7 separate regions of the Mus musculus genome follow, and all the other regions are linked to region 1. Evidence: chromatin contacts called from public promoter capture Hi-C data. All regions are on one chromosome and are shown on one strand. The core of a region is the stretch at or near the end of the contact, and the rest is flanking DNA. Distances in the headings are between cores, read along the strand shown. Region 1 holds the start of Mark2 (MAP/microtubule affinity regulating kinase 2). Region 2 holds the start of Dagla (diacylglycerol lipase, alpha). Region 3 holds the start of Fads1 (fatty acid desaturase 1). Region 4 holds the start of Fads2 (fatty acid desaturase 2). Region 5 holds the start of Fth1 (ferritin heavy polypeptide 1). Region 6 holds the start of Rbm14 (RNA binding motif protein 14). Region 7 holds the start of Brms1 (breast cancer metastasis-suppressor 1).

Region 1 (3,182 bases), core at 414-2,913:
TGCAGTGTAAGTAGGCAGTAAAGTAGGGACTGATGCAGCTGATGCAGCCCGCAAAAGAGTGAGCAACAGGTTATGTTAATACAGCCAGACTAAAACACTGACTTTCCCACGGTAGAGGAGAGCCCAGGGATAATCTGGAAGAGCATTCAGACAGGAGGCCCAAGGACTTAAATGCCAAACCCCAGGGGGAAGAGAACAGGAGTGATCCAAAGACTCTGAAGGGAGCGGTGACTGGAACCCCAAAGGCAACCTGTGGGAAAACTATGCGCATGACAGCTGTATGGGAAACACGGAAGCGACACATGCCAGTGCCAGGAGCCTGGGAGCTCCTGCCGAAAAGAAGGGAAAGTGATGAGCAAGGAGTAGGCGAACGATTTGGAAAGGTGACGAGGGTGGAGCTGGTGGGTTGCAAGCAACAGGGAGAGCCCAATTTGGAACGGGAAAGGAGGATAGAAAAAGCTGGGGAAGTGAAAGGGGAAAGGGACCGAGAACACACTCCCGAGACACGGACTCTTGAGGGAGAAAACCGAGGATTGTGAGAGCCGGTGCGGGTAGAGAGGGTACAAAGCTAGAGAGATGCAGAAAGAGGTGGGCAACAATCCGCGGCAAATCGCGGGGTATTATTCGAGGAGCAGGAAGGTGGCTGCTTTAAGCGTGGGTGGAGGAAGACCAGAAAGGCCCCTGAGAGAAAAGGGAAGAGAGGGGGAAGCTGGGGAGATAGCACGGAAGAGCGCAGGAGGGCGGTGAGAGGCGAGGGGCGTTTGGCAGAAATACAAGTGTGCAGTTCAGTCAGGACGACGTGGGTCCCAGGTCAGGATTCGGAAGAGGGATGTGAAGGGCTGGAACCCAGGGCCAGATGACAGCCTAGGCTTGTAGAAGAAAGCAGGAGCACGAGGAGAACTGAGGGAGGGAGCCTCCGTAAGGTGCAGGGGCCCAGTCACAGAATTAGGGGAGCCCTGAGGGCTCCTTACCTGCTCCGTGTCCCTTTCGTTCAGCGTGGGTAGGGGGGTCCGAGCGCTGGACATGGCGCCGGTATCTCAGGGGAGGGAATGGAGAAGCTTGGAGGAAGATAGGGAAGGGAAGGCTAGGAGCCCGGCCGGGCGGGGCTTCTCACAGCAGGAGCACCCGCTGCATGGGCCCCGGCCGGGGGTGCGGGGAGGCCGGGCGATGGCTCACGCCAGCCCGGTGATGCACCGCTCGGGCTAGGCCTCGCCGGCTCCGAGCGGCTCCGGACCGCACCCCCCCCCCCGACCCCCGGCTGGGTTGTGCCGCCTTTCGGCCCGGCCGCGCCGCTCCGCCTACTCTCAACCGCCGCAGCCGGCCGCCTGCCTCGCTCCTCCCCTGCCCTCAGCCGCACTGCTCCGCGCCCGACACACAGGCAGCCGCCGCCGGACCTGCTGCTCCCAACATGGCCGCCACCACCGCCAGCCCTCGGCTCTTTCCGCCGGCAAGAGCCGGAAACATCCGAAACAACTAGGAACGGGAGGGGGAAGAGCCTTTTCCTCTCGGCCCAGACGATGGGTGAATTCCGGAAACTACCGAAGAAGGTAATCCCCGGGGACGCGCGCACCTCCTAGATTCCGAAGACCGAGGTTCGGCTCTGTTTACGGAAATCCACGAAGAGACTCCCCGCACCTCCAGAGCCAACCAGCAGCCACGCCTACCGGCCTTTCTCCGCCCACTTGGAGCAAGCTTTCGGCAGTTTCCGGAAACAGCCGAAGAGGCTCCGCGTGTGCTAAACCGGCCACGCCCCCGTTCCGTCGCTCGGCCGAGAGCGGTAGTCAGCCATTTCCGGCAACACCCGAGAGCTGCCGAGGCTAAGAATCTATCTCTTCGTTTCTTTCCGTCAGTTTTCGGTTATTTTCAAACCTTGAACAGGCGTGGGTCACCTGTACCTGTTGTTTGACTTAGAAAATACCGCTATTAGCTGTTCCTACAACTGATGTCCTTTGAGCCTAACGCCAACTTCCCATCCGCATGTTTAGCTCATAAAACCCACTTTATCGCTCAACCTTGCTATCAACGTGTGAGTCAACTGCCAAGTGTAGTGTCATCCTATTGCCTGTCTCCTGCTTTGCACACCCGCCCATCTTGCGACTATCTTGGCTTCTAGAAGTCTATGTCAGCCTTATATTGAGTCAGTCCCCTCATTCCTCTGTAAAGCCTGGGACAGACACCAGGTCGGACAGGCACTGGGTCAGCGTCCTTGAAACTTAACACACCTTTAAGGTACAGTATTTTTTTCAGTATTGAGAAAAATGCTTGCGTGATCTTGGCATGGAATCACATAACAAAGGCCAGCAAAATAACTCAGTTTGATCCATGGGGATCCACATAGTGAAAGGGGAGAACCAAGTCTAAAACATTGTTCCATGAGCATGCTACCCTATACACTAAATAAAAATGTAATTATATATGTATATATGTGTGTGTGTATAATATATATACATATGTATGTATATGTATATATATAAAATGAGTTGGAGAGATGGTTCAGAAGTCAAGAGGAAGGACTGGTTGCTCTCCCAGAGGACTGAGGTTTAGTACCCAGCACCCATATGGTGGTTAACAACTGTCTAACTAGTTCTAGGTGGTTTGACACCTTCTGGCTTCCACTAGGTTGCACAGACGTACATACAGGCTAAACACTCATATACACAAAAGTTAAATAGATAAATACTACAACATAGGTCAGAATGCTGGCTCATTCAGAGCCTGTACTATTTTCCAGAGAATCTGGTCAGGTCCCAGCATCCACATCAGATGGCTCCCTACCCCTTGTAACTTCAATTCCAGGGGAAATGATGCCCTCTGGCCTCTACCAGCACCCGCATGCCAGTGATACACATAAACCCATAAAAGCACAAACATAGGCACATACAAATAAATATTTCTTTAAATTACACATAACATTTCCTTTCTGCTGTTAGTTTCGATTCTATGACACAGTTTCCCACTGTAGACCAGACTGACCAAGAACTCCTGGAGCTGCCTCTGCTTCCCAAGGGCTGGGATTAAAGGTGTGCACCAACCACCCTGTCCATCCAAGTTTTTGTTGTTCTTTTGTTTTTGCTTTTTTTGGAAACAGGGTATTAAGTAGCCCAGGCTGGCCATGATATGTAACCAAGGATGGTTGAACTACTGATCCCCGGCCTTCATTTCCTCACCACTTTGATTGCAAG
Region 2 (3,182 bases), core at 344-2,843, 3.0 Mb after region 1:
CGCACAGTCTCCTTCATTCTGGGACCACTGGGATCACTGTGTGAAGTGACTCTTAAAGGTAACAACACCAGCTCAAGGTCACACAGCCAAAGACTGGAATTCAAGTTATCTGGCTCTAAAGACAGTGGACAACATGTCAGCTTTAGGGAACTTAACTCAGTTCCCTCAAAGGAGGGAGGCTTCTCCAAGCACCCATGTTGGCAAAGAAACACCCTTCTCATGCAAAGCTCAGCTCTTTGCTTCTACTTCTGTGCCTTCCCCCCCAAGAAACCCATAACACCCTGAAGTCTTCAACGTCTCTAGGGGTCTGCCCACTGATGCTCTGTGAAGTGGGACATCATGTGGCAATGAGAGGAGGAAGGAGATGGGGGCTGGGAGGGGGGAGAGATAGAGGGAGGGAGGGAAGGAAAGAGATAGAGAGATGGGGGACCTTCTCCAAAGCTTCTCAGAAGACTAGTTAGGATATATGCAATCTCCAAACACTCCCAGTAGCCACAGAACCATCTTCCACGCAGCCCAAAAGATACAATTCCCAGAAACCCAGTAGCACCGCCATCAACCAAGTGAAAGGAAGGGCCCAGGGACGACGTAGCCTGGGCTACTTCTCTATACCCTTCTGAGTCTCCTATAATCAGAAACAAGGACCACCAGTGAGAACCACCTATTCCTCCCATCTTCCTCCAAATGGGGGAGGACTCATGAGCCAGGTAAAGGTTCATAACTGAGCAGAGCTCTACCTGGGACAGCAACCAAGAACCTCATGGTAGACACATGGTGTCTCTTATTCTCATCCATCATAAAAAACACCAACCTTCTTCCAGCCTTCTGCCCCAAGGCCAGCACACCAACAGGCATTAATGCTGAGCCCCATGACAGAGACGTCGCCCCTACTGATCTCCCTGTAAGGGTGGGTATTTACCCTCTTATTTACCAGGGTCTGAGGGCCACCTGTCTTCCCTCACAGTATTAGTCATTCCAGGGCACTGCGCTAAGCCAAGGCCATTTCTCACAGCAGGGCCGGAGCCACTAGTCATGCCCAGGACATTGATTCTTTAAGCCCCCAGGACCATCACTCCAAACCATGTCAAGCCCAAGGCCAGAACCATGCCAACCAACATCCAAGCAATGGCAGCACTTTCTCACACCCATGCCCACCGCACCATCACGGCCCAGCATCAGCTGGCCACCCACCAGCACCAGCTGCGTGCATCGCCCTCCTGTACAGAGGGTGCACCCTCCTCACACCTGGGCGGCCACCGCTACACCAAGGCGGGGGTGAGTCTTCTGACACCCTCGCCAGGAAAAATCACGCTGCCCGTGCTGTATCCACGTTGCCCACGCCCGTGCCATGCGTGTCACCATCCCCACGCCGGTGGCCCGGGGCTCCGCGGACCTCACACCTGCCACGAGCGCGCGTGGCAGCCGCACCTCCGCCCGCGGACCTGTCGGACCGGCCACCGCGCGCAGTGGACATTGCCCAGCCCGCCACGCCGCTCGCAGAGCTCCTGCGCCCGGGACTCGGCCCGGGCCCCCTTACCTCCGGCCCGCCGCAGGGCTCGGCCCGCCGCGGCCACTGCGACCGCCACCTCCATCCTGGGCTCCCCAAGGCCCCTATTCACTAACGTTGCTTCCGCAGGGCGCCGGCGCCGGCGCGAAGGCCGCCTCCGCCCCCCGGGGGACGCTGCGTCCTTTACGTAAACCCCACTCCGCCGCCAGCGGTGACCATGGCGACGGCCGTGGGGCGGCAGCGCCCCCTAGCGCCAGGGAGGGGAGAGGCGCGCAGGCCCGAGGTGGTGGAGCCCTGGATCCCCGCGCGTGGGGGCGGTGGGCGCGGGGCTGAGGCCTCCACGGGGGTTCCGTGGGCAGACGAAAGGGGTTGGACCGTGGGCACTGAACAGGGGCACGGTAGCTGCTTGGGTTCCCCTCCTTCAGGTCCCGCGTGACAGGGTTTAGCGTGGGAGATGAAAAATAGCAAGTAGGATCACCGGAGAACTGGTTTGTTTGGGGGAGGAAAGGAGAGAGATGGGTTCCACCTCCTTCAGGGGACCTAGCAGCGTCTTGAGGAGTTGGGACACATCTTTATCTATGTCCTCCTCTTCCCCCCTACTCTCACCCTCCTCAACACCCAGCATAGTGCCTGACAGCAAAAGGGGAGTTTGATCAATTTTGATTTTCTGATAAATGAAGAAAATCGCCCCTCCTGTTCTCCTTCACACACGCCCATCCATTCATGCGCAAGTCGCTCAACTCGCCTTCCTGAAAGCTGCTTTTTGGCAGGGACACAGCTATGCTGGTGTTCTGGGTTGAGTCTGGGGAGTGGGTGGGAGCAGGCTTGCCCTTAGAGATATCAGGTCACATGGGGGCTAAGCTAAGAGCTGCAGCTGCACAGGGGGTCATAGGTAAGATTGGATCTAGCGGTCATGATGATGCAATCAGTTAAGTCTCCAAAGTCGAGCAGAAAGATATGAGAGGTCGAAAGGAAAGTAACGCAGAAAGCAAGCGTGTGAAATGTTTCCTGGGCTCAGACGTCATTCTGAGAATGACGTCAGGATGATTGACTTGTTCTGTAGGCCTGGAGGACATAGGTGGACATCTGACTGAAAGTGAAACCCTGCATCCGGGACAGACTTCTCCTCGTTGCAGAGTTCAGCCCCTCGCCAGGCAATTCGGTAGCATCTACGGTTATTGCAAAGATAAGCTCTGGCTTAGGTAAAGAAAATGGATTTGGGGAACAAATATGAGCACTTCAAGAATTCCTGGAGAGGAGCTCCCGATGTCTCAGGAAGTTCAGAAATCTGGGGAGGCCTGGGTTCAGGGACGTTATCTCTAGATTGTCATGGTCCATTCAAACCACACAGTTGGAGATAATATCTCTTGCTTCAAAGTCCCAGACACCTGGAAGAAAGAATTATATTGGTCCTGTGAACCATGGTAGATCAACTGATGCCAGGCAGAAAGGACTCTGCAAAATCAGCTCTTTTCCTTACTCACCAAAGTTCCTAATGGAGAAAGCATGCCCACGTGGCCATCCCTAAATAGTCTACTACAGTCTACCCCTTAGCTGTCCGGCACATAGAAAACTACACAAGTTCCACACACACACACACACACACACACACACTCGCACACACACTCACACACACACACACACCATCATCATCACCACCATCACCATCATCATC
Region 3 (3,182 bases), core at 469-2,968, 2.8 Mb after region 1:
AATTTTTCATATAAAATTAATACTTCTTATGCCAGAATGGTTTAGCACCATTATCAAGAACGGGAAACTGAGGCTGAGGAATGTCCGTGCAGACAGTTTAGTTCTCACACTTAGCCAGAGCAAGAGCGAAACTCCAAGGAGAATAGAGATGTTTTGTTCCCAGTAAAGTTCCCTATTGCAGAAAGACCCACAATACACAGAATTGTTAGAGAACAGGCTCTGTGCCACAGTTGGCAAACGGCGCTCTAAAGAAGCTCATGCTTCCAGAAATAGAGATTGCTAGATTCACCAGTCTACACACTGCTGGTGTAACCACTGCTGAGGCTGTCACACAAACTTCACGATTGATTGCGTCCTACTGTCTCCTGACAATTAAGGCCACTAAACCTGTATAATTCTAATTAATATAGTGAAACACAGTGGTGCTTGCCTATGATTACAGCACTTGGGAGGCCAAAGCAGGGCGATCATTGCAACTTCGAAGCTAATCTGTTCATCACAGTGAGTTCCAGATCAGCCAGGGCTACTGCTTCCAGGGACAAAAATAACAACAAAACACAATACGAAACTAAGATCACTAGAAATAGAAAATGCTAAAGCTAATTGCAAATGTTAAACTACATACAAAGAAGGCAAGGCTGGCCTTTCTTCGTTTTATTTTTGTTTTAAAATCGTTTTTAAAATTGCATTTATTTATTTATTTACGTGTGTGTGTGTGTGTGTGTGCTGCCATGAATTGCAGGCAATGTAGGCTAGAAGAAAAACTTGTGGAAGTCAGTACTCTCCTTCCATCTTGTGGGTCCCAGGGATCCATTTCAGGTCACTGGGTTTTGCATCAGGCAACTGTTCCTCCTGAACCATAGAGCTATCATTAGTATTGTTATCATCATCATCATCACCACCACCATCATCATCATCATCACATTTTAGTTAGTGCATGTGTGTGTGTGCATGCGTGCATGTGTTAATTGTGTGTGTGTGTTCCTAAGTACTATATTCTTGTAAGTCAAAAGTGACGGCCAATCATAGCAGACAAGACTTCTGTTAGCGTTGGGCTATCACGTGAGCAAAAGCCTGGAACTGTAGCCAATCAGTCTCTTTCTTTATGTTAGTCCTCTTTCTTTCCACACATGCTAACTGCCCACCTTGCTAGGAAGGGGGATCTCTGAACGGCTACTGGGTCAGGATGCTGTTTTGTTTGCTAAAGCCACTGTGTTTAATTTGTCACGTGTTTCCTAGGGGCAGGAAATTGACAGAACGTTTGCCTTAGCACAATCTGCTGTATGAAACAGAACGTGGAAAGCAGTGCCTGTAAACCCAGAACTCAGGAGAGTCAGAGGTTCAAGGTCATTCTCAGCTACACAGTGAGTCTGGGGCCGGCCTGAGCAACATGAGAACTGTTTTCTTTTCTATATGTTCACACCAAGCTTCTATGCGCCCTTGGGACCTCCGCCTTAGCTACATCAAGCTGTGACGCACTCAAAGGAACCGTTATCCTATCAATCCCTACCATGCTCAATAAAAAAATAAATAAATAAATTCCGAAGTGGAATAGCCTGGAGACCACTTTCAGGCCCCGCGAGGGGGCGCGTCTCTGCCGCTGGAAGTAGCCTGAGTCTCTCCGGGGAGTGGGGAGTCTGTCTTTGCTACCCGAGAGAGGCGGAGCTCGCGCCCCACGCCACTCGGCTCAGCCAATGGGAGCTCGCGCCGCGGGGCTCGGCGGTCCGCGCCAAGGGTGCTGAAAACCCTGCGCGCGAACGGCGGTCTCCGGGCGCGCGCTCGAGGCAGCCCGACGCTCCCCTAGTTCGCGAGCCTGGCGTGCGCTGCCCCGCGGCCCGGAGCGCGCACCTCTCAGACTCCAGCTTCCCCCGCCAAGCTTGCTATGGCTCCCGACCCGGTGCCGACCCCTGGCCCGGCCTCCGCCCAGCTCCGCCAAACGCGCTACTTTACTTGGGAGGAGGTGGCGCAGCGCTCCGGGCGGGAGAAGGAGCGATGGCTCGTGATCGACCGGAAGGTGTACAACATCAGCGACTTCAGCCGCCGCCACCCGGGGGGCTCCCGGGTCATCAGCCACTACGCGGGTCAGGATGCCACGGTGAGAGCGGACAATAGGCGCATCTGCACCTCGGGGAGGGACATTGGCGGGGAGAGAGGCCTTTGAACCCGGGATGCAAGCGCCTGAGAGACCGGAGCGGTAGACGGTGGCCGGAGACACGCACACTCAAACAAAGGGCTGGTTGCACATCCGTGCTTTGCCTCTGGAGTCTCAAGCATGGGTTGGATAGGAGGGAATGAGCTTTCCAGGCACCCGTTCAACGGTACTTGCAACCTCCGGTGGTGGGAGGAGGAGTCTGAGCAGAGAGTGGGAGTCGCGTCCTGTCTGCCAGGCTAGGAGGGTGAACACAGCCTTGTCTGACCTAGAGAACTGGCCCTAAGTTGGGATTCGGAGCGGAAAGGAAGTGGGAAAGGACTGCTTGCGCTAGGGATGACACTGAGGACCCGGTGCTTGGGCATCACCTGTACATTGTGAAGCCCGGAGGGTAGGGTAATGAACCTGAGCCGGTCCAAGACAGCTTGCAGTTGGAGTCGTAAAACTGTACTCGGATTCTTAGTGCGAGGTCACTTGGGCCAGGGAGGTCGACTATTGAGGGAATAGGGCTCCCGCGCGATTAGACACTTCGCGGGGTCGCGTCCCTTTTCCGTTGTAGCTTACTGAAGGAAGAGTCAGTACGAACCCCAGCTTCTGTCTAGTGGCCCTGTTTTCTCTTTTTAGACCATATCCTCCCTCAGAGGCGAGGGCCGGACTAGGAATGACTTAGGACAGAGCATTCTTTGACAGGATTGTCATCTGTTGGGTCTCTACATTTGGGTCCATCTCCCTTTTAACTACCTAATGCCATCCCTCCGACCTCTTACTCCTTGTCTGCCAGTCTAACGTGCTCCCGGGGTCCTCAGGGTTCCTATTAAGTTGCCCATGAAGTTAGAGGTGGAGGGCCTTAGCGACCAGGCTAGAAGGAGCCGGTTTCTAGAAGTAACCACCCAGAATCCAAACAGCAGTGCATTCCTATACCGGTTCATGAAAGGATGGAGCAGACCCGCTCCGTCTAGGCTTCCCATTCTGTGTGGCTTGGGGGCCTAGGATTTCATGGCAAGGACAGCGATTGGTCTGGATGTGTGGTGCC
Region 4 (3,182 bases), core at 253-2,752, 2.8 Mb after region 1:
GGAGTAAGATTGCATCCTGTTCACCAAAGCCTCCAGTCCATTGATTAGGGTATGGCTACCTAGGCTGATCTCAAAAAGAAAAGACATGGAAGGTAAGAATTGAAACTATCAAACTTGCACAAGAAAAGCCCACACTCAAGTCAGCATCCTGGACTTTGATGTGGAGTGCGGTCTGATAAGTTTATCCCTCTTCTCAGCCTCCTCCCACTCGTCTTTCCCAAGCTCTCTCCAGCTACATCTTTTCCTCTGCTTTCAGCCCACCAAGAAAGGTGCCAAGAAAGGTCTGGCTTTCCTCTTTGACTTTGTTTCTCCTCTTACCCACCTGACTACACAATCACTTTATGGTTGGGGGTGGGGCCAGGCACGGTATGGGGTACTGTGCAATATAGGATAGCCTCCGTTCCACAGAGGTCTCAGAGACTTCAACAACCTCCATGAGTGCAAGAGGGGAAGGGTGATCCTGGCAGGATCTAAAAACAGAGGGCCATTGAGTTGAATGTCCGATAGTAACCCCAGAGGCAGATGGACCTGTTGCCAAGCCAGTCTTAGATTCACCTTCTAGATCCCCTGCGGACCTGAATTTTGCAAAATCCAGCCCGTTCGCCTTCCACCAATTCCCCACCAGGATTTCCCAGAAGGCTGGCACTTGGAGTGAGTCGGGATAATCCTCGGGAGCGTGGGAATCTGAACTACTAGGAAGTCTCTGTCGGGCAGCCATTGTGGACCTTCTTAGACAGGAGTCCAAGCAGGAGCGAGTCCTGGCCAGGAACCAGCTTTCCTTCTCCGCCCCCTGGTCTGGCAGGAGAGTCCCACATATGGCTGCCCGCTCTCAGGCTCCTCTCCCCGGCGCCCAAGGGTGGCCATCTTCCACTTGGGGAGCGCCGAACACGAAGGCTGGAGCGCCCCCTTTGGAGAGTCCCAGGCTCCGGCTGGAACAGCGCGCAGTATGCGCTGTGAACATGCACCGGGCACAGTTTACCACTGATGGGACTTCCACAGAGGTGCTAAGGCCTGGCGTCCAAAAGGCTCGGCCAAAGTCTGCCCAGTTGACCCAGAGGAGAACGATTCCAGGAGGGAGGTGAGGGCAGTTGGTACACTTTCTTTCCCTGCTGAACGTCCTGCGCTCCTTTAAGAACCGGGGATCTGTTTGGCGCCCAGGGACCCCGGGCTCCTGACACCAGCCTGCAGCAGACAAGAGTGGCTGGCACCCCCAGACTCTTACCGTAGCATCTTCTCCCGAATAGTGTCCGATGACACGGTGGCCCCCCGGGTGCCGCTGGGACCATTTGGTAACGTTGTAGACCTTGCGGTCGATGACGAGCCACCGGTCGGTGCGCAGGTTGTGCTTCTGAATCTCCTCCCAACGGAAGGTGGGCATCGGAGCCTGGCGCTCGGTGCTCCCCTCTCCCTGGTTACCTCCCTTCCCCATGCTGCCAGTCTACCCGGATGCCCCGTGCGCTACGGCCTCCGGGCGCCCGCGGCTCGCAACACCGACGGTCCCTCTCCTGGCCGCAGTGTGCGGTCGGCGCCCTCCTCGCTTTCGGCTTTTGTCTTCTACTCCTCCTCCCACCGTGCCTCCTCCCCTCGCTTTCGCTCCTCCTCGCCTTCACTAGCTAGCCAGTACCCCTGCCTTCCCTCAGGAGTACCCCTGGCTTCCCAGTGCCCCCAAGCGGTCCCCTTCCTCCGCCCACCCTAGGCCCGCCTGCTGTGGACTTTTGCCTCCGGTGAAAACTCCAGGATAGCTCAGGGCCTCGCTGCCTCCTCCCCCCACCCCTCTGGCTCCCCCCGTTCCCGGCTCCGCATCCTCCCGAGTTCCCCGCCACCCGGGTTTCCACAGTGATCAGCAGAGCGCCTGCACCAATCAGGGCTCGTCGCCCCGCCTGCCATTGGCCCAGGAGGATCTTTCGAAGGCCAGCGGGCTGGAGCGGCGGGTCCGCGGCTTCCCCCTCCCTCGCGCCCGCCCGCATGGAGTTAAGCCCTGCTGGGCGGTCGGCGACGTGTCTGACCTCCTCCTCCTCCCTTCGCTGCCTGGAGCCGGGGAAGCGGGAGTAGATCTCTGAGAAGCTGGGAGGGGAGAGCGGGGGGCGGGGGGGGGGGCGGGGGCGGCAGCTGGGCTTTTCTTTGCGCGCTTCAGAGCGCCAACGCGCTCGGCCGGGGATTTGCACCTGATGCTCGCACAAAGGAGGCGCAGCGGTTATGGTGAACAACGCTCGGCCTCCGGCTAAACAAGGCCCCCTCCTGGGCTGTCATGACTAGGTGATATTTCTGCCTGGCTAGATGGGACTCAAGTCTCCTGTATCTCACATTGTCTAAGAGATCCATATTGTTTATTGCTTTCCTGAAACCTTCCTAGAGAAAGGAGCCAGGAGTGGGTCTCTGTTTAACCAGGGCTCTGAATCCTTTCAACTTGGTCATCTTGGAAAAGAACGGTGGAATCTCTGCTTTCTTCCTCGTGCTAAGTGCCGCGGGAGTGGCTTCTGGGGAGGGTGCCAGGATAAACTGGACACCTTTCTTGTCTTCGACTGAGAAAGAGTTCACAAGCCTGGTTGGGAAACATGAAAGCAATAAAAGCCCGCGATTGATTTGACAGTAGTACACCACTTGCAGGCAAGAGAGACACTGATACCAAGGGAGTATAGTAGGAAGAAAGGCCCTATTCGCTAAAGTCTCACCACAATCCTATGATATTGTTATAGCTAACTTCAAAATGAAGAGTCTGAGGGTAAGAGAGATAAAATGGTCAAGACATACATGCTTAGCTAGTGGCCCTGTTTGGCCTCTTCCATGACCCTTTCAAGACTTTGGGCTCCCTAGCTCCACATGACACTGGTCCAAAGGAAGTACCTGGTGCAGGGGGTAATACATTCCCATAGTCCCTCCCATCGTATACTCCTCTCATTCTGTCCTGGCATCCATCAGGAGCAGCCTTTCTTCATTCCACAAACTCCAGACTCAAGGAGTGTTGAGTGAAGCTTTTCCGGCTTAGAGGAGAGGAAACAAACATCCAAACAGATGTTCGTTTGGCCTGCCCAAAAGATAGAAGTGAGTGAAGTAGGTGTGCTGGTCGTGTCCATACTGTCATCCATCAGAAACCTGAGGCAGGATATTGCCATGAGTTCAAGGCTGGCCTGGGACACGACTATGCATAAGGAGCAAGACTGTTGTCTTTTGTGCATGTTAAC
Region 5 (3,182 bases), core at 372-2,871, 2.6 Mb after region 1:
TTTGTATTGATTTACAGTAATGTTCCTAAAATCAAATGGATATGATATATCCATATTACCTACAGGGTAAAGTTTAATGACTTTTTATGGCTCGCCAGTCTGACTATGTTCTTTCCAGCTCTCCCCAACATGCACTTCGTTTTTCGGGCCAACAAACACACTTTCCTTAAGGTTCCTTGAACAAGGGAAGCATTCCCATGCCTGCCCATTTGCTATTCCCTCTACTTAGAACTCCTTTCCCCACCTCCCTCCTCCACTTTCCAAAGGGAATTTGTTCATCAACTTTAGCTCAGCATCAGTCTCCTAGGGCCATCGTCCTGAAGTCTGACTCCAGGATATTTATCCAGAAGCATCCTGCAGCTAGATTACCACTGAAATCTTTCCTGAAAAGAACATATATAACGTGTAGTTTTAAAAGACTAAGTACTAGTAATGTATTTCAGTAGACGTACCTTAAAAGGGGGGAAGAGGGTTATAATCCCAGCTCTCTGACGAACCAGCCTGGCTTACACAGAGAGTCCCTGGCCAGTCTGGGTTACTGATCCAGTAACTTTGTCAATCTTGCTTCAAAACAATAACAACAAAATCGAAGTCCAACTTCCAGTTTTGAGAATATGAACAGCATCTGCTGGTTCTCCACCTGTGTTAAAGACTAGACAAGGCTGAGCACAAGTGGATGTGGATGGCAGGGCCTAGCAAGACGCAGTGGCTAATCTCTAGTTCTGCTTGCTATCCAAGAATTCGCACCCATTTTGAAGCTGGGCCACAGCTACAAGATAGACACAGTTGGCTTGTCCCTCTGCAGTTTCCTGCACCTGTCACCTGCCATTCTGCAAGCATCAACTTCACTCCAAGGACAAACCCAAAGGTTACTGAGAAAGATAAAGGAGACCATTTTGAAACAGACACACGTAGGTCACTTCTTTACTTTTCTAATCCAGAGACGTCTCTTAATTTCAAGCATCACCAGGGGCTTTCTCAGAAACCTAAATGGTTTGGCCCCAGGATTGCCCTATAGACAGACGGCTGTTGTCCTGCTCTAAGGAGAAATGCGCCTTCTTAGCCTTTGTTTTTTCAACTGTTCTCAGAGCCATGTTTGCCTTAGCAAAAAGCCGGGGTTGCTTGAGTCAGAAGAACAGGGTAGACCCTAACCTCCTCGCCAATAGTTCCCCTACTCCTCCTCTGAGCTTCTCTCCACAGATTCTGAAGGAGGGAAAGCCGCTCTTTCCCAGTCCAACTTATATGTCGTTCGCCATTTACAGCGCCACGCTTCCATTTTCCTATTTGTAAGACGAAGTCGCTGTCTGGTGTATGTCACGACTAACAACACGCACTTTGCCTAGAGTTTAGGGATATCCTGTGAGAATTGAAAATCATCCTCATCGGTACCCTCTGTGCCCATCTGGGACCCAGATGCCTCTGCAGTACGGCTAGATCCAACTACGCCCGCCCCGGGCCACAGAAACAGCGCGCTTGTTGCCAGGCACCGCTCTTGCAGAAGCTCAGAGCCCCTTGCGTCGCCTCACACTCACACAGGCTCCTCCCCGCCCGCGCCCTGCGGGTTTGGGCAACACGCCCACAGGAAGAGGCGGGGCGGCGCGGCCCGCTGCGCTGATTGGCCAGCGCTCGCCTGACGCAGGATCCCGCTATAAGTGCGGCCCGCTGTCCCCTCCTGCGCCAGACGTTCTCGCCCAGAGTCGCCGCGGTTTCCTGCTTCAACAGTGCTTGAACGGAACCCGGTGCTCGACCCCTCCGACCCCCGCCGGCCGCTTCGAGCCTGAGCCCTTTGCAACTTCGTCGTTCCGCCGCTCCAGCGTCGCCACCGCGCCTCGCCCCGCCGCCACCATGACCACCGCGTCTCCCTCGCAAGTGCGCCAGAACTACCACCAGGACGCGGAGGCTGCCATCAACCGCCAGATCAACCTGGAGTTGTATGCCTCCTACGTCTATCTGTCTATGGTGAGTGCGGCCTCCTCAGGGCCACTTGGGGAGCCGGCGGAGGGTGGGTCGGGGCGTGGCCTGCTGCGGGCTTCCCCGCCTTCCAGCGCCCTTCTGGAAAATGGAGTTTGTTCGGGGTTCTTTCCTAAGGCAGGCAGCCCTGCCGTGGCAAGTCTGAGCACATAGCACCTTGTGGCTCCTGCATAGATCAGGCATGTCATTACACCACTTTTTTTTGAAGCCTTAGGGCAGTACGACTGTCAGCCTGGCCAATCAACCCTGCAGTTAGGTGCATTTTCTGCACGCTCGTCCCCTCCGATCACGTGGCCTACAAGCTTCTCTGTTTGGTTATGCATCCTGCTCCAGTTCCTCCTGGAGTATGGCGGGTCTGCTTGGTCATGGTGTCGAGTGGCAGCCTTGGGGCCTGGTGTAAAGAGGCTTATCTCTTGTGAGCTTACTCTTGTCCCCTTCAAAGCAGCCGCCTCCACCTCTCTGCTTATCACAGAGCCTCACTTGCATTGAAACTTATCGCTAGGAATCTCCCCTTCTGTAGTTATCAGTGTCACCCCGACCTTGCATTTACAAGGCATCATGTTACTGTATTTTTCTTATTTTGCATGAGTGTGGCTTACTAACAAGTGGTAGGTACATACTTGTTGGGAAAAGCCTGCTATCAATTGCTGGACAAGGAAGTTTTCCATGTAATAGTTTCTGAAAAACAGGTTTGGGGAAGGCCTGGACTTTGAAACAGGTCCAACTTCTGTGGCTGTCATTCCTGGAATATGAATACACTGAGTGCTTAAAACTGAAAATCAAAGCTTCTCCTAATATATTTGTGCTAAAATGCAATGCCCTCAATTGTTAACAGGGCATGATGCATTAATTTTATAAATCAGTGGTTGTTTGTAGAGCTGGAAGCCTTGTGACCTTGTGTTAGCTACTTTTTACATGATTGGTGAAGGAGGAGAAAAATGGCCTCCCAATGCAGGATACTCTAGCACCCTACCTCTTAGACAAGTAGATTTGGGCTTGGCTTAAATTTTTTTCTCTGCACTAATACCGAGCCGTAGAACACTTGATAAAGCCAAGTCCCAAGGTTTGCCTTCCCATCCTTACTGAACTTTTAAAAGGCCGAGTAGGATGGCTCACAGCCTTTGCATACAGCCATTGCGGTGCCTTGCAGTGGAGATCAGTAACATGTACCCTTTCCACTTTCAGTCTTGTTATTTTGACCGAGATGATGT
Region 6 (3,182 bases), core at 459-2,958, 2.5 Mb before region 1:
AATGAGCAAGCACCTATACCCACATGTAGTTCCTGTCCTCAAAATTCCTTACAAGGCACAAGCAGATATGAATCCAACAACAGCACAACTAGGGAATAAACAAGGCCTCACTCCCAGGGTGCACTGTTGAAAATGACAGGGCAAAGTTAACTCTCATCAGTGAAACCCACATCGGTCTGGGTGTCTCATAAAATCTTGCCAACATAAAAAAAGCAGGTATTTGAAAGATAAAGAGATAAAACCCCAACATATGAAAATCAACAGGGTCTGAAAAAGACATTTCCTCAAAGGAAATAGCAAACTAGCAAGCTGTCCTAAGAATTATTCAAGCAATAAAAAGTACTAACTAAATAAATGGTGTTAAAACCAAGTTTAATAGAAATCTCACACGCCCCTCTCAACACCCCCCCCCCCCCCAGCCAGAGTATTCCCCTTTGCAATCTCACCAAGCTAATAAACATCTGTGCCCGGAGGCACCAGCTTAGCAAGTAAAAGGCTAACGAGGGAGAGGCTTAATAGCCCCCTTTCACATGCAAAAATAACGCAGAAAACCGGGGCTTCCACTTGTTAAGTTGTAAAACCCAACACAAAGTGGAGGGTGGAGGAAAAGAATTAAAAAGCACAAAACCGCCAAGGCTAACCCATCGAATACTGAAAGGTCAAAGGGGTTCCGAAAAGGCCCCTCCCATGCCCACAAGCAGATTCATTCCAGACAATACTAAAAAAGCCCGAACCCGAGAAACCAAGGGCCCGCTACCTTCCGGGAAGCATCGGGAAGGAACGCCAGAGCGGCCTTGGGGCTTCAACCCAACCTTTTCCCTTTTCCCTCGATCTGACCAAATTCTGGAGAGGAAGTGGGGAAGTGGCGAACTCTTTTCACCGCTCCATAATCCGGTTGGTGCCCTTCCCTTTCCATTTCATTTTGGTGCCAGGCTCATGCAACCAGGAAAAGGCGCCTCCTCCCAACCCCGCACACTCGCAAATCTCTGGCGCGTCCCCAGCCCCGAGGCTTCGGCTTGCAGTGGCCACTGCACCCGCCCGGAACCGACTCCTCCCACTTGATGAATGTTGCTGGGACCGCAGGGGAGAAGGGTGGCTCTACCCAACTCGCCCCCAGCACCTTAGGCCCCGCTCCTGCACACTTCCCCATCATTCCCAACCCTGAGGACCAACCCCAGAGTGAGGGGCGTGGCTAAGAGGCAGAGAGCACCGCGCGTGTCCCCTCCCGAGCGCGCTCCCGCGTTACCTTTTACCACGTCACACTCGATGACGCGTCCACGGCGCTCGAAGAGGCTGCGCAATTCCTGACTTGTACATGCAGCCGATACATTGCCCACGAAAATCTTCCAAGTGTTCAGGGGCCTCGGGCGCGACATCTCCACCACGAGCGCGCGACCTGGACGCAGCTCGTGGCCATGCAGGGCCTCGATGGCGCGCACCGCGCCAGCGTTCTCGCGCATGTGCACGAAGGCAAACTGTTTCATGACGGCGCAGCTCATGACCGTGCCATAGGGCGCGAAGAGAGCTGCCAACTCCTCCGGTGTCGTATCCGCCCCATCGACATTGCCCACAAAAATCTTCATTTTGCCGCCGCAACCGCCTTCTCGGAGAGACAGGACCTCTCCTACAGCGACAGGCAAAACGTCCGAACGACCCGCAGTCCTCCACAGGAATGGCTGGCGACCGAGAACCCCGCCGCGCAGGCGCTCTAACCTAACCAATTGGAGGCGGCATCGCGCGCGGATAGCAGCCAATCAAACAGGTTGAGAGCAGATGTCCTTTGACGCAGCCAATCCCAGAGGGCCTGGAGCCCCTTGTTAACGGAGGGGGTGGAAAAAGCATAGAGGCGCGCGACCAACCGCCACCTTCGGGGGGAGGGGAAAGGAGGGCTGGGGACGGGGAAGCGCGCTCCGGCCGAGTCCGCAGAGGCCTAGTCAGAAGAGCTACCTCCGGCCAGGGTGTGGCGTCCCGGCGGGGCCCCAAGGAAAACTTTGTTCTTTAGGGAAGTCCGGGCTCCTCCGTTTGAGCTGCCGCAGCCAAACCCTGGGTGTTGTGATGGCAGCCTCAGCGTCTGCGGTAAGGCCGCGCCCGGAGGAGAAACCAGGACAAACCCCTTTTAGTCTGGGATTGGCCCCCGACACTATATGCTTGGAGTAGGAAGGGACTGTAACTCTTTCTTTGCAAGCACATTACTTGGGGTTGCTTGAGCTCTGGAGGATTTTGCAGACAGTGAATATTGAGCGTCTGTCTGTCTCAACCTGATGGAATTTCGAGAATTACGATGATGACCATTTATTGTATGCATGAAGTTTATCACAGTATTATGTTCCATAAAGTAGAAGATCAGTAATCCTGAGGAAGCCAAAAGTTGGATCTTAAAAATATATGAGGAGGGGGCCAGGAGTGGTGGGCACCCTTTTAATCCCAGCAACCAGGAAGCAAAATCGAAAGAAATTTGTTCGAGGCCAGCCTGGTCTACATAGTGAGATCCAGGATAGGCAAGGATATAGAGAGACCCTGTCTTTAAAAAAACAGCAAAAACTTAGAGGGGCTGCTCACTGGTAAGAGAGCTTGCTGCTTTTCCAGAAAACTTGAGTTCGATTCCCAGCACCAACATGAGGGCTTACAAACCAGCTAATTCCAGTTCCAAGAGAACTGGCCATTGCACATCTGTGGTACGCAGAGAAACAAGCAAAACACCCACACACATAAAATAACGTTAAATTTAAAAAAGGCTGGAGAGATGGCTCAGTGGTTAAGAGCACCGACTGCTCTTCCAAAGGTCCTGAGTTCAAATCCCAGCAACCACATGGTGGCTCACAACCATCCATAGTAAGATCTGTCGCCCTCTTCTGGTGCATCTGAAGACAGCTACAGTATACTTAGATATAATAATAAATAAATCTTTTAAAAAAATTTAAGCCATCCCTGTAATCCCAGCACTTGGGAGGCAGAGGCAGGCAGATTTCTGAGTTCGAGGCCAGCCTGGTCTACAGAGTGAGTTCCAGGACTGCACAGAGAAACCCTGTCTCAAAAACAAACAAACAAAACTAAAAAAATTTCAAAAGAACAGAACAAAGCAGCCCACTGCTGTACTCACAGCTTTAAGGGTCAGAAGTTGAAAGTCATCCCAAATTGCCTGGGATATGTGAGACCCTATGTCAAATAAACAAATAACCTTG
Region 7 (3,182 bases), core at 230-2,729, 2.3 Mb before region 1:
GCTGGGTCAACCTGCCAGAGGAGAGCTTGCTGAGACCTGCCTACGTGGTGCCCTGGAGGGACCCCTGGGAACCATTTTATGTGGCTGGAGGAAAGGTGCCCACATTTGACGAACGCTTTCGGCAGTATGGTTTCAATCGAATCAGCCAGGTACTTAAAAGGGAGAGGGCATGTAGGACTAAGACTGGAGGCGTGTCAGGGGTGAAGTGGCCATTGGTGGAAAGGAGGCAGTGAAGCAAGAAGAAAGTGGTTGGATGATGGAGAATTGAGGACAGTGGAGTGGAACTTTAGGGATGATCATGTGGGCCCTGGGGATATCATTAAGTTATTGTGATTAAATCACTGTGACCTCTCCCTGTCTCTCTCCCTCTCTTCCCTCTCCCCTCCTCTATCTCTCCCTCCCCCCCCCCCGCCCCTTTTCCAGGCTTGTGAGCTGCACGTGGCAGGGTTTAATTTTGAGGTGCTGAACGAAGGTTTTCTGGTTCATAAGGGATTCAAGGAGGCATTGAAGTTCCATCCCCAAAAGGAGGCTGAAAACCAGCGCAATAAGATCCTTTACCGCCAGTTCAAACAGGAGTTGAAGGCTAGGTACCCCAACTCTCCCCACCGATGCTGAGTCCTTGTCTTCCATGGTCTGAGAATTGTCAGTATCTGGCTCCAGGCCTGACTGGGGTAAGAAACATGCCTCCACTTTACAGAGGTAGCTATGGGTTTGGAACACTGGACTTGACTATGGGGTGCTGGGAGTCAAGTCTCAGCTTTACCACTAACTAGCTGTGTGGCCTTGAGCAAATACTATTACTTCTCTGAGCCTCCGTTACGCCGTCTGTAAAAAGGGAGGTGAAAATACCTACCTCACAGAACTGTTGGCTCAGATGAGACGCTGTATGTGTAAACATCCTGTAAACTTCGTACAAATGTGAAGTATTATTAATATTGCTACAGTGTTATTATGATATTGTTACTATTAACCATGTTGGGTGGATAGCGGCAGAGCAAAAAGTTTGAATGGGCTAGAGGTGGGAAGCTTGAGTGTTTAATAAAATGAGGCTTTTGGAAAGAAAGATGAAAACGTAGAATGTAGTGCTAAGAACGTTTCCCGTTCTCTCATGCCTTCGCCCTCCGCCCTCCGAGATCCCTGAAGGAGGAAAGAGATAAAGGTTAAAGTCCCAGATCTGTGCCCTCCAGTAGGTTGGGCTGCTCATTTGCCTTCGGATGACATTATGTAAATAAACGAATGTCACACCCACAGCTGGCTCTGTTACTCTCCTAAGCCGAGGGGTGGTGGGCCGGAGCACCGTGTTAGACGGCGGTGGACCCAAGGACACCGACCACAATGCTAGGACAGGCTGAAGGCCTGGGTTACTGGGGGCCAGTTGCTATGGAGACCCGTCCGCCGTATCCCGGCATGCCTGGACACCAGTGGTTCCATTGTAAGCGCCACAAATGGGCGCCTCCTGATGACGCACACGGAAGCGTCGACACCTCCTGGAGAAAGAGAATCCTGCGCAGCACTGTTCCGGAGATCAACGGCGGCGGCGTTCACACCCTGGGTCGGACAGCTCTCCGGGAGTCCTGGACGTGAGGCCGGAGGCCCCAGTGTCTGCGGTGCGTATGGCCACGCCCGGCGCTGGGTTGGGCTTTCCGGATCGGAGCTAAAGCAGAGACTTAACCGGCCCGACTCGCGCGCTGGCCTGAGAGGAGCCCGCGGTTCCGAGGGTGGATCGAGGTGGGATAGTTCCTTGCGCCGCAGAGTTTGTCCTCTGTGTCTGTAGGGAGGGGTCTGCTTTCCCTGGAGGTTTGCTGTGGAGGTGCTTATACACCGCGCGTTTACCGTGTGCCTCTTCCACTCCCTACAACCCTCAGCAATGGTATATCCCCTATTTGTACCCGGGTTAAGGAGGGACGATTGGTTGTGACTTCATTTAACGAAGTCAGGATCAGAGTCAGCTGGAGGAAGGAGATCCTTGAATTCATCCTGCGTCTTAGAAAGAGTATATACAACGGTGAAAAGGAATTGCCAGTGTGGAGGGTCTGAGGCGTGAAAAGGGGAACAGTGAGGCTGTTTTGGAGATCTGGATTTTCAGAGCAGGAGGAAATGCTACTAAACTCTCCTGCAGGTCCGGCGCTATAATTACTTGCATGGGTGTGAAGGAGCGTTACTCCAAGTAGGGTTGCCAAGAAGGAAAAGCCAGTTTCTATACTGCAAAAGTTTATGTTGTTTAATTTGGGTTTAGAAATTCCCAGTCATCAAGTGAGCTGGCACTGCACTGGGCGAGTAGGACAGCCTGCTGCCCTGTCCTGATGAAACACCCACATTTCACTGGGTGGTCGGACATGAGACTGGGAGAATATGAGATAAAAAACAAAGAAACCTTTAATCCCAGCACTAGGGAGGCAGAGGCAGGCAGATTTCTGAGTTCGAGGCCAGCCTGGTCTACAGAGTGAGTTCCAGGACAGCCAGGGCTACACAGAGAAACCCTGTCTCGAAAAAAACAAAACAAAAAAAAACTTCCTGGGGGAAGGAGTTATGCCTTCCCCATGGGAAAGACTTACAGAGCAGCAACCAGAGATGTAGAAATCACACCAGTGTGAACTAGAAGCATCTACATCCAAGATGACCTATTCTCTCTGGGGGCCTGGCAGTATCAATCTCTCGTTGTCTCCTTCCTTCTGAAAATACCTTCCACCCTAACTCTTGGATTTTCAATCTGTTCTGCAGAGGTTTCTCCTCCTGCCTCCTTTGTTGACCTTGGGAATTCCAACAGAGGCCCCTTCTCACAGTTCCGCCTGAAAAGTCAGACTGCACAAAGCCTAAATAACTTGCCGTATGTAGCTAGAGGAGCCTGGGTCTAGTGGAAGTTCACATGCCTGTGTCCCTGGTCCCTTTTCTCACTTCTAGGTCTTTGTACTTGTTTTTCACTCTGCCTGGAATGTTCCATCTCAGGCGGCCTGGTCCTCACCTAGTCTGTCTCCCTCTGGAAGCTGTCACTGTAGCAGCAAGCTCCAGCTCCTGTGTAGACACCTCCCATAACACCTTAATTTGACTCTCTTCACACCATTATAAAGGTCTGCTTCTTTGCGTTTCTCCCAGAAATTTGTCATTTCCTCGAGGCCAAAGGCTGTCATAGCTATACTGTAGCATCTGCCACAGTCCACGGTGACTGTTGGTGCCTGGCACAC

What was found. Promoter capture Hi-C pulls out the DNA fragments that hold promoters and counts their contacts.
Region 2: a promoter capture Hi-C map of hippocampal neurons shows a contact between it and region 1, with 4 times the contacts expected there. A contact is called at or near these places in 2 of 39 promoter capture datasets (cranial neural crest and hippocampal neurons).
Region 3: a contact with region 1 is called in a promoter capture Hi-C map of pre-B cells, with 4 times the contacts expected there. A contact is called at or near these places in 4 of 39 promoter capture datasets (the 3T3-L1 cell line, cranial neural crest, hippocampal neurons and 1 more).
Region 4: a contact with region 1 is called in a promoter capture Hi-C map of hippocampal neurons, with 4 times the contacts expected there. A contact is called at or near these places in 2 of 39 promoter capture datasets (cranial neural crest and hippocampal neurons).
Region 5: a promoter capture Hi-C map of pre-B cells shows a contact between it and region 1, with 2.2 times the contacts expected there. A contact is called at or near these places in 4 of 39 promoter capture datasets (the C10 cell line, cranial neural crest, hippocampal neurons and 1 more).
Region 6: a contact with region 1 is called in a promoter capture Hi-C map of liver, with 2.9 times the contacts expected there. A contact is called at or near these places in 2 of 39 promoter capture datasets (liver and pre-B cells).
Region 7: a promoter capture Hi-C map of pre-B cells shows a contact between it and region 1, with 2.3 times the contacts expected there. A contact is called at or near these places in 2 of 39 promoter capture datasets (neutrophils and pre-B cells).

Annotation. Positions count from the first base shown.
Region 1 is chr19:7,340,197-7,343,378 of GRCm38.p6, forward strand. It overlaps Mark2 (MAP/microtubule affinity regulating kinase 2), which reads right to left and starts at 1,664. Exons shown (of 18, transcript NM_007928.3): 1 at 972-1,664. The coding sequence starts at 1,025.
Region 2 is chr19:10,303,284-10,306,465 of GRCm38.p6, forward strand. Dagla (diacylglycerol lipase, alpha) reads right to left here and starts at 1,594. Exons shown (of 20, transcript NM_198114.2): 1 at 1,538-1,594.
Region 3 is chr19:10,181,170-10,184,351 of GRCm38.p6, forward strand. It overlaps Fads1 (fatty acid desaturase 1), which reads left to right and starts at 1,719. Exons shown (of 12, transcript NM_146094.2): 1 at 1,719-2,095. The coding sequence starts at 1,883.
Region 4 is chr19:10,100,001-10,103,182 of GRCm38.p6, forward strand. Fads2 (fatty acid desaturase 2) reads right to left here and starts at 1,503. Exons shown (of 12, transcript NM_019699.2): 1 at 1,223-1,503. The coding sequence starts at 1,429.
Region 5 is chr19:9,981,025-9,984,206 of GRCm38.p6, forward strand. Fth1 (ferritin heavy polypeptide 1) reads left to right here and starts at 1,622. Exons shown (of 4, transcript NM_010239.2): 1 at 1,622-1,959; 2 at 3,157-3,182. The coding sequence starts at 1,846.
Region 6 is chr19:4,809,926-4,813,107 of GRCm38.p6, forward strand. It overlaps Rbm14 (RNA binding motif protein 14), which reads right to left and starts at 1,709. Exons shown (of 3, transcript NM_019869.3): 1 at 1,247-1,709. The coding sequence starts at 1,583. It overlaps Gm21992 (predicted gene 21992), which reads right to left and starts at 1,674. Exons shown (of 3, transcript NR_157185.1): 1 at 1,247-1,674.
Region 7 is chr19:5,039,884-5,043,065 of GRCm38.p6, forward strand. Brms1 (breast cancer metastasis-suppressor 1) reads left to right here and starts at 1,480. Exons shown (of 10, transcript NM_134155.3): 1 at 1,480-1,607. It overlaps B4gat1 (beta-1,4-glucuronyltransferase 1), which reads left to right. Exons shown (of 2, transcript NM_175383.2): 1 at 1-149; 2 at 424-1,251. The coding sequence ends at 615.